Regions from separate parts of the Mus musculus genome. Here all the other regions are linked to region 3. Evidence: chromatin contacts called from public HiCAR-type and promoter capture Hi-C data. All regions are on one chromosome and are shown on one strand. The core of a region is the stretch at or near the end of the contact, and the rest is flanking DNA. Distances in the headings are between cores, read along the strand shown. Region 1 holds the start of Rabggtb (Rab geranylgeranyl transferase, b subunit). Region 2 holds the start of Depdc1a (DEP domain containing 1a). Region 3 holds the start of 4930570G19Rik (RIKEN cDNA 4930570G19 gene).

The links. Promoter capture Hi-C pulls out the DNA fragments that hold promoters and counts their contacts. HiCAR-type assays count read pairs that join an accessible place to other places.
Region 1: a HiCAR-type map of astrocytes shows a contact between it and region 3, with 5 times the contacts expected there. The contact joins the promoter of Rabggtb here to the promoter of 4930570G19Rik in region 3. A contact is called at or near these places in 2 of 39 promoter capture datasets (the 3T3-L1 cell line and hippocampal neurons) and 1 of 115 datasets of contacts at active chromatin or transcription factors (astrocytes).
Region 2: a contact with region 3 is called in a promoter capture Hi-C map of cranial neural crest. The contact joins the promoter of Depdc1a here to the promoter of 4930570G19Rik in region 3. A contact is called at or near these places in 2 of 39 promoter capture datasets (cranial neural crest and liver).

What each region holds. Positions count from the first base shown.
Region 1 is chr3:153,910,489-153,913,895 of GRCm38.p6, forward strand. Rabggtb (Rab geranylgeranyl transferase, b subunit) reads right to left here and starts at 1,715. Exons shown (of 8, transcript NM_011231.2): 1 at 1,437-1,715; 2 at 203-400. The coding sequence starts at 1,571. Gm24494 (a small nucleolar RNA gene) reads right to left here and starts at 1,202; the gene lies at 1,122-1,202. It overlaps Snord45c (small nucleolar RNA, C/D box 45C), which reads right to left and starts at 1,701; the gene lies at 1,641-1,701. Snord45b (small nucleolar RNA, C/D box 45B) reads right to left here and starts at 123; the gene lies at 79-123.
Region 2 is chr3:159,493,554-159,496,991 of GRCm38.p6, forward strand. It overlaps Depdc1a (DEP domain containing 1a), which reads left to right and starts at 1,880. Exons shown (of 12, transcript NM_001172092.1): 1 at 1,880-2,013. The coding sequence starts at 1,966.
Region 3 is chr3:156,560,203-156,564,083 of GRCm38.p6, forward strand. It overlaps 4930570G19Rik (RIKEN cDNA 4930570G19 gene), which reads right to left and starts at 1,485. Exons shown (of 4, transcript NR_040399.1): 1 at 1,274-1,485. Negr1 (neuronal growth regulator 1) reads left to right here and starts at 1,592. Exons shown (of 7, transcript NM_001039094.3): 1 at 1,592-2,150. The coding sequence starts at 1,993.

The sequences.
Region 1 (3,407 bases), core at 465-2,964, 2.6 Mb before region 3:
CCTCTGGCTCTTCATTGAAACCAAATTTGAACTGGACTGTGCTTCAATTAACATACACAAGGAGTTCACCTTCCAAGGTCTCAGTGTAATTTGTAACTTGCATCAGGTTAGCATTCAGCTAATACATGCCATGACATCACTGACCTGTGGGAAGTAGCCTTTGGGTGGTCACAGCAAGTGGCAAGGTTTCACAAGGGCTCACCTGGACAGCACTGAGCGTGTACAGAAGGTGGGGGTCGTGCCCAATGCTAGCACTTATTCCCCCACACTCATGCTGGCACGACTTGATAAACACCAGGATTTCTTCTCGGTTCATGCGATGAAGCTGTCCCATGAGGTCCATCACAGTCAGGCCCCAATAGACGCCGCTCATTCTCAGGTATTCAGACATGCAGTATTCCTAGGAGAAGCATCTCAGATTTGCCACTCTGACTTTACATAACCCACCTCTACCTAAGTCAGCTGTGAACAACTCGTAAGGCTTTAGAGTGGCGGTTGCCGACCCTTTGGGCCCCACATTCTGATTCCTAACAATGAAACTAGTTATGAAGTAAGTAGCAACAAAAGTTATCTCATGGTCGGAGATCGCCACAACACGTAGAACTGTTAGGAAAGGTCACAGCAGCAAGAAGATTGAGAGCCAATACTCTTAGTCTCCAAGTGCTAACCTCAGGTGAATTAACCAAAAGCAGTATTGATGCCTACTGTTTACTAAGCATCAATTATTGCATTCTACAAATGAAGTCTATGAATACGGAAAGATAAATGACGCTAAAGATGGGAACCAAATGAAGCATTACCTCACAAGCATTTATTCAGGTGAAGGCCTCACTGGCGTGCTGCCAAACCAAACCCAAAAGAACCAGGTGCACAGTTGGCAAGAAGGCCACACATTTGGGCCTATGATTCCCACTAACTGAAAAGTTGTAAAGACAGTCAAATGCCACGCTCTCTAAGACAGAGAGCTGCTGCACAAATACTTTTACCCAAATGACTCCTCCTTGGAGGGTCCCCCCACAGCTTGGGCCTTCTCAAACTCAGCCACCCCTGCTTGCTGCTGGCAACCTCCCCGGCCATTTCCCCAGGCACACCATTACATCAAGTTTAGGTAAAACCTTTTCAAGGTCTCAGCGTAATTCTAGAGCTAAAGTGTTATGACACATCAGCGAATTCAGATAATACATGCCAACACATCATTGACCTTCAAGGTTTTACCCCAGACAGAAATGAGCAAACCCCTTCTACCTGCAGCCCTGCACTTCCGCCCTTTATGTACCAGCACATGACTGATGTGGTCAAATACCAACCTCTGATATACAAGGTACACCTATAATACATTTTAAATCAGGCCTCTCAATTAGTATTATACAAGTAAGTATTATACTTATTGCTGTTAGTCTTAGAAACCTTTCAACAGAAAAAAGAATCATACGCACATAATCATCTTTCTTTGAGCCATAGGAAGCAATATAATCGGCATGCTTCTCCAGCAACAGGGTGTCAGGCGCATCTGACTTGATAGTAACGTCTTTCTGCTGTGTGCCCTTCCAAGAAAAAAGCAGAGATCCCATTCACCATCCGGAAATCGTGACATCTCAGACTCACACATAGCCAGATCTCAGTACTTTTTTTCTTTCAGGTCTCAGAGTAATTCTAGAGCTAAAGTGGTTTATAATCAACTTTAGATTCAGAATACATGCCAGCTCATCATTGACCCGAATCTTGACGCTTATCTTTTGAGTTATGCCAGAAATACACACTCTTGCTTAACAAGTTTGAGGCTTCAGCGCACCTTTCTACAGTCTTCACATGCTAACCCCTTTGCTAAATAATCAGACCCATTAGCTCCAAATTCCACCTTCGATTCTAAGACTCACCCAATAAGTAGGTCAAAGCGATTGCCAAAATAAATTTCCTACTTTATTCAGAGTCTCGGCTATGAAGCCCTGTCTGGTCTGGAACTCCCTGTGTAGACCAGGCCACCTGCTTCTGCCTCACTTCTTTAATCCAAGAGTGTTAGGATTAAAAGGCGTGGGCCAAGGCCGACTTCCTTCCATCCCAGTTAAAATGTTTAACTATGAAACAACATTCGTAAATGATCATGTAACCTTCAAAATACAGGCACGTACAAGTCCCCGATGTTAAGAAAAAATATCAGGCGGCCCAATCCAGGAAGGCTCGCCCACGGTCCGCGGATAAGATCCCAGGCCTCGAGAAGTGCAGAAAACGCTGAGCCATACACAGCTCAAGCGGCAGTCCAAGTATGGCCTAAGGAGGCCGAGGCAGGGGCATTGCGGAGAGCTCCAGGCCAGCCTGGGCCCCACAAGAATGATCGCCTTGCAGGCCCGCCTGTTCCCCATGCTGTGCGAGCCCGCGATGCCCCGCAGCCCGACCCACCGCCCAGACCACCCCTGCCTCCGCGCACCGCAGCGACGGTGCTCTCACCATGTCCGACCGCCGAAAGACTGAAGCGCGCGGGAGCACGGGGAGTCAGGGCCCGCGCGCCTGCGCACACGCGCCCGCCCGGCCGCCCACGCCCTACGTAGCTGGCCACGCTCTGCCCGAAGGACCCCGCGGCCGCGATTTAGCCGGTCGCACACCTGCCTGAAGGACTCCGCGGTCACGATGCAGCCGGCTACGAGTCTGCCTGAAGGACCCCATGTCGCTCAGTTTGCAAAGAGCTTTCCTTAGCATTCAAGGAGCCTGGACATTGATGTCAACCACAGCGTTCAAACCCGGAGTGCTAGTGCAGACCTGTTATCCCAGCACTGGGAAAGCGGAGGCAGGAGGATCAGTGATCCAAATCCTCAGCTGTGTAGGCACTTGGAAGCCAACCTGAGCTCGAGTCCCTATCCCCAATACCCTCGAAGATTGATCAGTTATAGAGTGTCTGTTACCCAGCTAATCAAAAAGCGCCACATATATTGCTATGGAAAGATCCTTGAAAGACACCAGGTGAAAATACATGCTTCGTTTTGATCCCAGAAATCATTAAAATAAGGTTAATTTTTCCACTCTGTGCTGGTAAATTAATATGGTTTAACCTCTTCATTTTTAACCTTTTTTTAAAGTCCTGGGCCTTGAACTCACAACTGAAAATGCTAGGCATGCGATCTCCCCCGCCCAGTTTGCCTCTTCAAAGAATAAAGTATGCCTCCCCACCCTAAAGAACTATAGCTGCAATGCAACTAACTAGTTATAAGTTCATTTATCACTCTAAAGCCAAGATGTCAGATACAGCCACGGGAGGGATTGGAATGTGGCCAGTCTAAACTGGAAAATGCTGTAATCGTAAAATACAAATTGTGTGCCACACTTCTCATTTTAAAGTTTGTTGGCTGCCTTCTGAATATCTATGCTTATATTCATTAAAAAAATGCTACTCTTAGCCATATTCAGATAAGCCT
Region 2 (3,438 bases), core at 630-3,129, 2.9 Mb after region 3:
ACACTTCTATAAAATACATGTGATTTCTGAAAACAAGAATCAAAACATATCTTGTCTGCAGTTAATGTAGATATAATACAAATGCATACCATAACAAAGCAAGGGAAAATAAATGAGACTATCTGGTAAAAAGTTCACCAGATACCTTATGGGGAATAAACTATAGAAAGCAAAACTAGATATAAATATCTTCATGCACACTGCAGCTATCTACAGAAAAATGATTATTAAAATCAGAAGCAAGATTAACAGGAGTAGATTTGTCATGTTTTAAGGTGAAACTCATACTTAGAAGGCAAGTAACCTGGATTATTATGCTTTGCCTGTACAACTTCATATCACTCTTAAAATCCCCTTAAAACTCCATTCTACCATGGCTTCATGATTCTGTTTATTTTCTCAATAAACACCCTCTCTCCATGTGGCTCACTCTAAATCACAATCAGCTCTGGTATTTCCTTCTTAAACAGACCCTACCAAAAAGAAAGGCTTCATAACTTTTCCACACATTCCACATAGTTCATTAAGGTTATCATAGTGATTTAGAAAATACATCATTGATTTATTTACTTCACAACTTATATAAATCATGAATGTGTGCTCAGTGTAAATTTAGGCAAATTAAGAGAAAAACTTCTAAAAGAGACAACTTTTTTTGCATAGAGTAAACCTTTACAGACCCATTCATCCAGATTGATGTTCTTCCAATTTTTCAATAAATCTTCTCTTCATGAAGCTAGTAAAGCAGCGAATAAATCAGACCATATACAAATACACATATTAGTAAATACACATACATATTAAAGATCGTGCAAAAGAATAAGAGAAGTAGACGGAGAAAGAAAATGTTGGTACTGCAAGTAAAATGTGGACAAGAAAACAGATGATGTGAAATTTATAAATAAATGTCAACTACTTTAAGAGAATGTTCCTTTTTCTATGAATTTCTACTATAAAGGTTAATTTCCAGACTTTTTGGTGACCTTTTCTCAACAACGACAACAAAAATTCATAATGTTTTCACTATTCTGTGCAAATGATTTCTATGTCATTGTTATTATATAAATCACTACCTTTTCTAGAAGGTGATAGAAGAGCAAGTCAAAGGAATTTTTACAGAGGTGTGAACACACAAATGTATGTATCTTGGTCCTATAAAACAGTACAACTAAAGACAACTGATTTTTAAACAGTAATAATTCATCTTAATTGAAAAAATCATATTAAATCATGGCAAATATAGACATTTGGTGTACACATGTCACATAAGCCAGCACTACCCTCTAACAGGTAGGGACTGAAAGATGATAGGGAAACCTGCAAGTAAAGTCTGTTTTGATATGTCAAATAGGTATCTAAGCTGCTTGTCCAGGGTTTGAAACTTGTGTGTGTGTGTGTGTGTGTGTGTGTGTGTGAGAGAGAGAGAGAGAGAGAGAGAGAGAGACAAAGAGACAGAGAGACAAAGAGACAGAGAGACAGAGACAGAGAGAGAGACAGAGAGAGAGACAGAGAGAGAGAGAGAGACAGAGAGAGACAGAGAGAGACAGAGACAAACAGAGACAGAGAGACAGACAGAGACAGAGCTTGAAAGAAAATAAACAAACACACACCGAGGTCTTTTAGGGGTAGTGTCCGGGTGAAACCCAGCCTGGCTTATATTAACATTGCTGAAGAGCCCCTAGAATCAAGAAGGGAGAGTCGTTTCTGCTGTCGTGCCATTCTTTAGCTATACAATCGCTTTGGTTCTGTGCTCCACAGCTCTCCTGCACCACCCAGACAAGCTGTGCTCGCGTCACAGCGCCTTCCCCTCCGTGTAGCATCATGTGACTCAATGGCGCCGCCAATCAGCTTCGCTCGGAGATATTCAAATCAGCAGCGCGGCAGTTGTTTCCGACACCAACTCCAGGCCACAGAGGTTCCTGCTACCGCGCACTTTCCGCAGCCTCTCAGCCCGGCAATGATAGCATGGAGCGTCAGGGTGCTCCTCTTGGACCTTACCGGGCCACCAAGCTGGTAAGAACGTGGAGGAGAGGGACCAGAGACCGAGGTTTTCCGAGGGATCCTGGGTGTAAAAAAGTTTCCTGAGGGGATTCAGAGCTACTAGATTCGTGAGCCAGGGATCTGGTATCCCGAGTGAGCCAAGGCGCCTAGATTTCGGAGAAAGGTGCTGAGGGAAAGGTGCTGAGATGCAGCTGCTCCTGTCCGGGTCTTTGATTTGCACTCCTCTCTGGTATTTCTCAGTTTCAGATCCAAAGTGCTCTACCCCAAAATTGTATCACTTTCTGACTCTGCGAGACAACTCCTCAGATGTCTTCTTTCCCCCTGATTCGCATAATAGTCTTAGCCACTTTTCACTTGTAATCTACAGCCTCTCAGAATTAGAAATTAAAGTTTCAAGTCTGGAAGCCCAGGCATGACAGCTTGGCTTATTGACCCTATAGAATTTGTGAGTAGCACTAGGAAAGAACTATTCAACCTAAACCCCGAGTACTTTAGTAATCACTTTTAATAGTCACTGGGGCTGCGCATTTGGATTACATTGAGATTCACCTAACCTCAGTTTCCACATTGGTACAATGGCACAATACATGCCCACTTTAAGAGATTTTCTAAAAATATTCTGTGTATGAGAATGTGTGATAGTCTATAGAATAACAAGCAAATTGTCTTCTCACAAATGCTGGCCCTACTTTACCTTGTGGGAACTAAGTTTCAAAGAAGGAACTCTCTGAAAGCCACATAAATGATGGATGGAAGAACTAGAAAATGTACCACTTTCTGTCAGGGTGATCTTGATATTCTAGTGCTCAACAAGTAGTGGTGGTTATGTTTATCAGTAGAAAGGATGGAATTTAGTTTTGAAATGTACCTTAATGAGGTAGTCCTGTCACATCTTATATGAATTTACCATCTTATATGAAAGTAACATAAGCAACCCCCCACACACAAAAATGTCAAGTACTAACAAAAATTTACATAAAATAAGGGTTTTGTTGATTACCACAAGATAGATATTAATACAAGGATACTGAGGTACAGGGAAGGAAAGAACAAAGATTTATAAACAAAAAGTAAGACTAAAGTTTAAGCAAATACAAAATGTTTCAGCCTGGGAACTTACAAATCCATCACATTTCAAAAATATTGTGACATCTGTGAGTGCAGAGTCACATGTTACTTTATTACTGTGGTGAAGCAGTTCAGTACAGTTTCTTGAAAGTAATGAGAGAGGTTTGGGGAAAAATAATTATATTTACTGTTTTTCAGCTGTAAAACCAATATTGTGATCTTACACGTGATACAGTAGTAATATAATTAATAGTCTCATATATAAGGTTAATAATCTGTTTCTAACATGATTTTTTTCTATTAAAAAGTTGTGTTAATTGTATTATGTTCTAGTGTTGATGTCACAAATCTAGAAAGTTGATGTATTTG
Region 3 (3,881 bases), core at 235-2,734:
TGACCCCTGCAGAGATCCTTGCTTCAGTGCGCTCTGCCGCGGGGCCCTGCTGGCGTTCAGAAAAAAATAAAAGAATAAAATAAATAAATAAATAAATAAATAAATAAATAAATAAAGGAGTTCAAATGAGCACCAGTGAAAGACGAATGTGTTTTGTAAATACCGCTACAGGCGGAAGGTGGGGGAAACCAAGTGGTGAGGGTAAGTTATTTCTAACCACCAGCTTCCCAAACTCCTCATGGGCACTGGAATCGCTGTTCTGGATTCAGATTCTCTCATTGATTTGCAAATCGCCTGGAAGACCTCTAGGATCTTAGGGTTGAAAATGAGTGCCAGAAAGGGGGTGGGGGGGGGGGAAGAGTGGACTATGGGGTGACCCCCGTGCCTTGTACCCTGTTTTGCCCTGACCTGGGCGTAGGCTAGCAGATCCGCGGGACACTGCTTGCCCCTTGAGGGGTTGAGGTTACTGCTCAAAGGATGCAGGTCCACCCCAACTGGGAGGCGGTGAAAAAAAAAAATACAACTGGGACTCTTTAAAGCCGAGGAATGCCTTGGCTTCAACCGAATGCGCAAGCCTTCCGCCCAGTAGGCTCAAATGGGTTAAACTGCCTCTTACATAACAGGACCGCCTAGCTCCACACAATTAAAACACTGATTGCAGCCTCCTCCAACTCTGCATCCCAGTAAGGCCCGCCCATCCCTCCCGTTGCGCCTGCGTGTCGCGCGCTCCCGGGCCCAGCACGCGCCCTGCACACTCCATCTCCCTCTCACAAGTGGACACTCTGTGCTGACACCACACGCGCACACACACTCATGCGCAAGTTAGTATCAAGACGCACAGAGAAGGGCAGGCGTTCTCCAGTACGCACAGGCGGACTCACACACGCACTAGCTTTCGGTCGGCATGCCCGAATCACTATACTGTCCCCGTAAAGCAGCAGCGCCGCCACAATCCCTGCTTATCTCCAAGAGAGGGTGAAAAGAAATACCCCCACTAAAGGAAAAATAAGGAACGGAGGGAAGGAAACAGGAAGGGGAGAGAAGAGAGGAGAGGAGAGGAGAGGAGAGGAGAGGAGAGGAGAGGAGAGGAGAGGAGAGGGGAGGGGAGGGGAGGGGAGGGGAGGGGAGGGGAGGGGAGGGGAGAGGAGAGGAGAGGAGAGGAGAGGAGAGGAAGAGAGAGAAGAGAGAGCTAACTGGCAGTTTATTAACAGCGCTATTAGCTAGTCAGGATTAAAAAAAAAATACAAGACAACAACAAAAAAAGCCAACTCACTCAGTCTCAGGCGTCATGATGGCGCCGACCCCAACTTGAGCACTTTAAAGTCGGGGGCCCGAGGAGCCGAAAGCACCAGAGGGCAGGCCTGGCCCTTATGCCCTGACTTCCCAGCCCCGCGGCTCGCAAAGCTCTCTAGTTCGCGCTGCCAAGCCGGACTAGACCTCGGCGTATCCTCAGTCGCCCTAGCTTCCCAGTCCCTCTTCTTTCCTCTTTTTGATCTATCTCTTTCGCTTCTCCGGCCCCCCTCCCTGCCTGGTCCTCCATCCCTGGGCGGGGTTGCTACGGAAACGGCCGCTTGGCAACGCGCGCGAGCCCGGGGGCCGCCGGCCGCTGCTGCGCCCCGCGCTGCCTGCGCCGCCTCCCGCGCTCTGCTCGCAGCCTCGCAGGACGGTGTGCGGCCGCCAGGGATTAGCCACGCTCCGGACGCGGCCGGGCGCCCCGAAGGAGGTGGAGCGCGGTGCCAGGGGGCGGGAGGGGAGGGAGGGAAGGCAAGCTGCAGAGGAGCAGAAAGGAGGCGAGGCCGGGGAAAGAGGGAAACTACGCCCGACAACTAGGGAGGGGGCGAGAAAGAGAAGAAACCCACCCACCCACTCAGAAAAAGGAAAAGAGGAAAAAAAATCTCGTGTGGCGCGCCGCCTGGTTATCGGGCAGCCTCGCCAGCAGCAGGGGGTGGGAGCCGACGCTGCCGGAGAGCGAGCAGCCTGGCAGGCACGGACATGGTGCTCCTGGCGCAGGGCGCTTGTTGCTCGAACCAGTGGCTGGCGGCGGTGCTTCTGAGCCTGTGCTCTTGCCTCCCGGCCGGGCAGAGCGTGGACTTCCCTTGGGCGGCCGTGGACAACATGCTGGTGAGGAAAGGTGACACAGCGGTGCTCAGGTAGGGACCGCGCGCCCTCTCTACACTTGCCTCAGTCTGTCTTTCCGTCCCTTTCCCTCTCTGCACCTTGCTTTACACCCAGAGTGAATCCTGCTGTTGCTCACGAGCAAAAACACCACACCTCAGGCTAGCCACGCATGACCCTTCCTGGGCTTCTCGGACCCCGGGGCAGGGGTCTGGCTGGATTAGGGAGAGAGGGAAAAGCGCTTTCCAAGCAGCCCGGGCTTAGGAAGTGTGGGGCTTGAAGGAGGGGCAGGTGCCACTTTGGAGCCAGGTCTCCGCTCTGCTGCCAGCGGTACTCCAGGAGTCTGACAAGTTTACAGGGCTTGTTTCTGCTTCACTCCGTAAGCGACTTTTCTCAACTGCTGGCTCTGTGCTCCATTTATTTTCCCTCTCACTTGAACAGTAAGATCCAAATATTCCATTCAGCTTTTTTCCCCCTCCTGTAGCTGCTTTCCTTCTGTGTTTCCCTCTTCCTCTGTCCCCTATCCCATTTCTCCAACTCCCTCTTCAGTCACCCCTATTGCCTCCAGTCTCTGGTTTACTCCTATGCTATAGTGTTCCCAGTGTTTCCCTCACACCTTAGTTCCTGTCATTCCTTATTCTCCCTGTTTTTCCAGATTTCCCTTTCCACTAATTTCCGGTCCTCACCATAGCCCTTGTCTTCCCCTCCCAGACCATCATCTGTCTCCAGCTTTGCCTCCCATGCACTTTTCTGTCACACCCACACTCAAGGTCCAGTACCATATTCAGATCCCATAAATCTCGATTTTATGAGCACACTCCCTCTCAGCTCTCCCATCCTCTCATACACTGGCACTTCCCTCCTGTGAGAAATGATTCACACTCAGAACCCCCCCCCCCAGTGTTTAAAGGATGCACACTCCACACTCACTCCACACGTGCACCCCCCAACCCCCAACACACACTTCCCTTTCTCTTCTGTCTGTAGTTTTGCCTCTTGTCTTCCCCTATTTTCACTGAGCTGAGCATGAACAGAGTGTTTGTCGGTGAAAGGTCTCCCTAGCCTGTTTTCCTCAGAAGCCACACTACCAAGTATGCCCAGGGGAAGATTTCCTTTCCCATTGGATATAAATTGATGACCAGTCAAGCTTAGCGCTAAACAGGGCTCCCTGCCCTGCCTTGCTCTTCACTTCCCATAGACCCACCTACACTGTCCCCCTGCCTCCCCCCCCCAAAAAAAAAAACCTGGCTTGCTTTGCCAATATCCCTGGAAGATCTTCACTCTCTCCACTGGGTGGTAGTTTGCTTTTGAGTACAGATTACAGGGAGCCAGTATAATACATGCATGTCTAAGGTGGGGAAGAATGCTTATTTATGGTTGAAACAGGCAACGTTTTAAATTTAAGGATGTAGGTTTCAGGCATGACTTAAAGCTTTTTAATTGTTTTTGAGGCCAATTACACAGGACAATTTTAATATATGCTAATACCTTATTTTAAGAATATATTATTCTTGTTAAGTGTCGGAGAACACAAAAGTAATGCATTTCTGCTACAGTATAGAAGAATAACTTTTCATTTTGGACAAGGGTGAGGCGTGCTTTATCATGGAGCAGCTGAGAATTGAATACCTTTTTACTCATGTTCTTAGTTTCTTTGTAAGTTTGATCATCAGCTTTGGAGGCAAGCTCAGTTACAGAAACTGAAATGTGCGTGTGTTTGCAGTAGCAAATGGCTAAAATATGGCAAGCATTACCGTTTTCAGCCT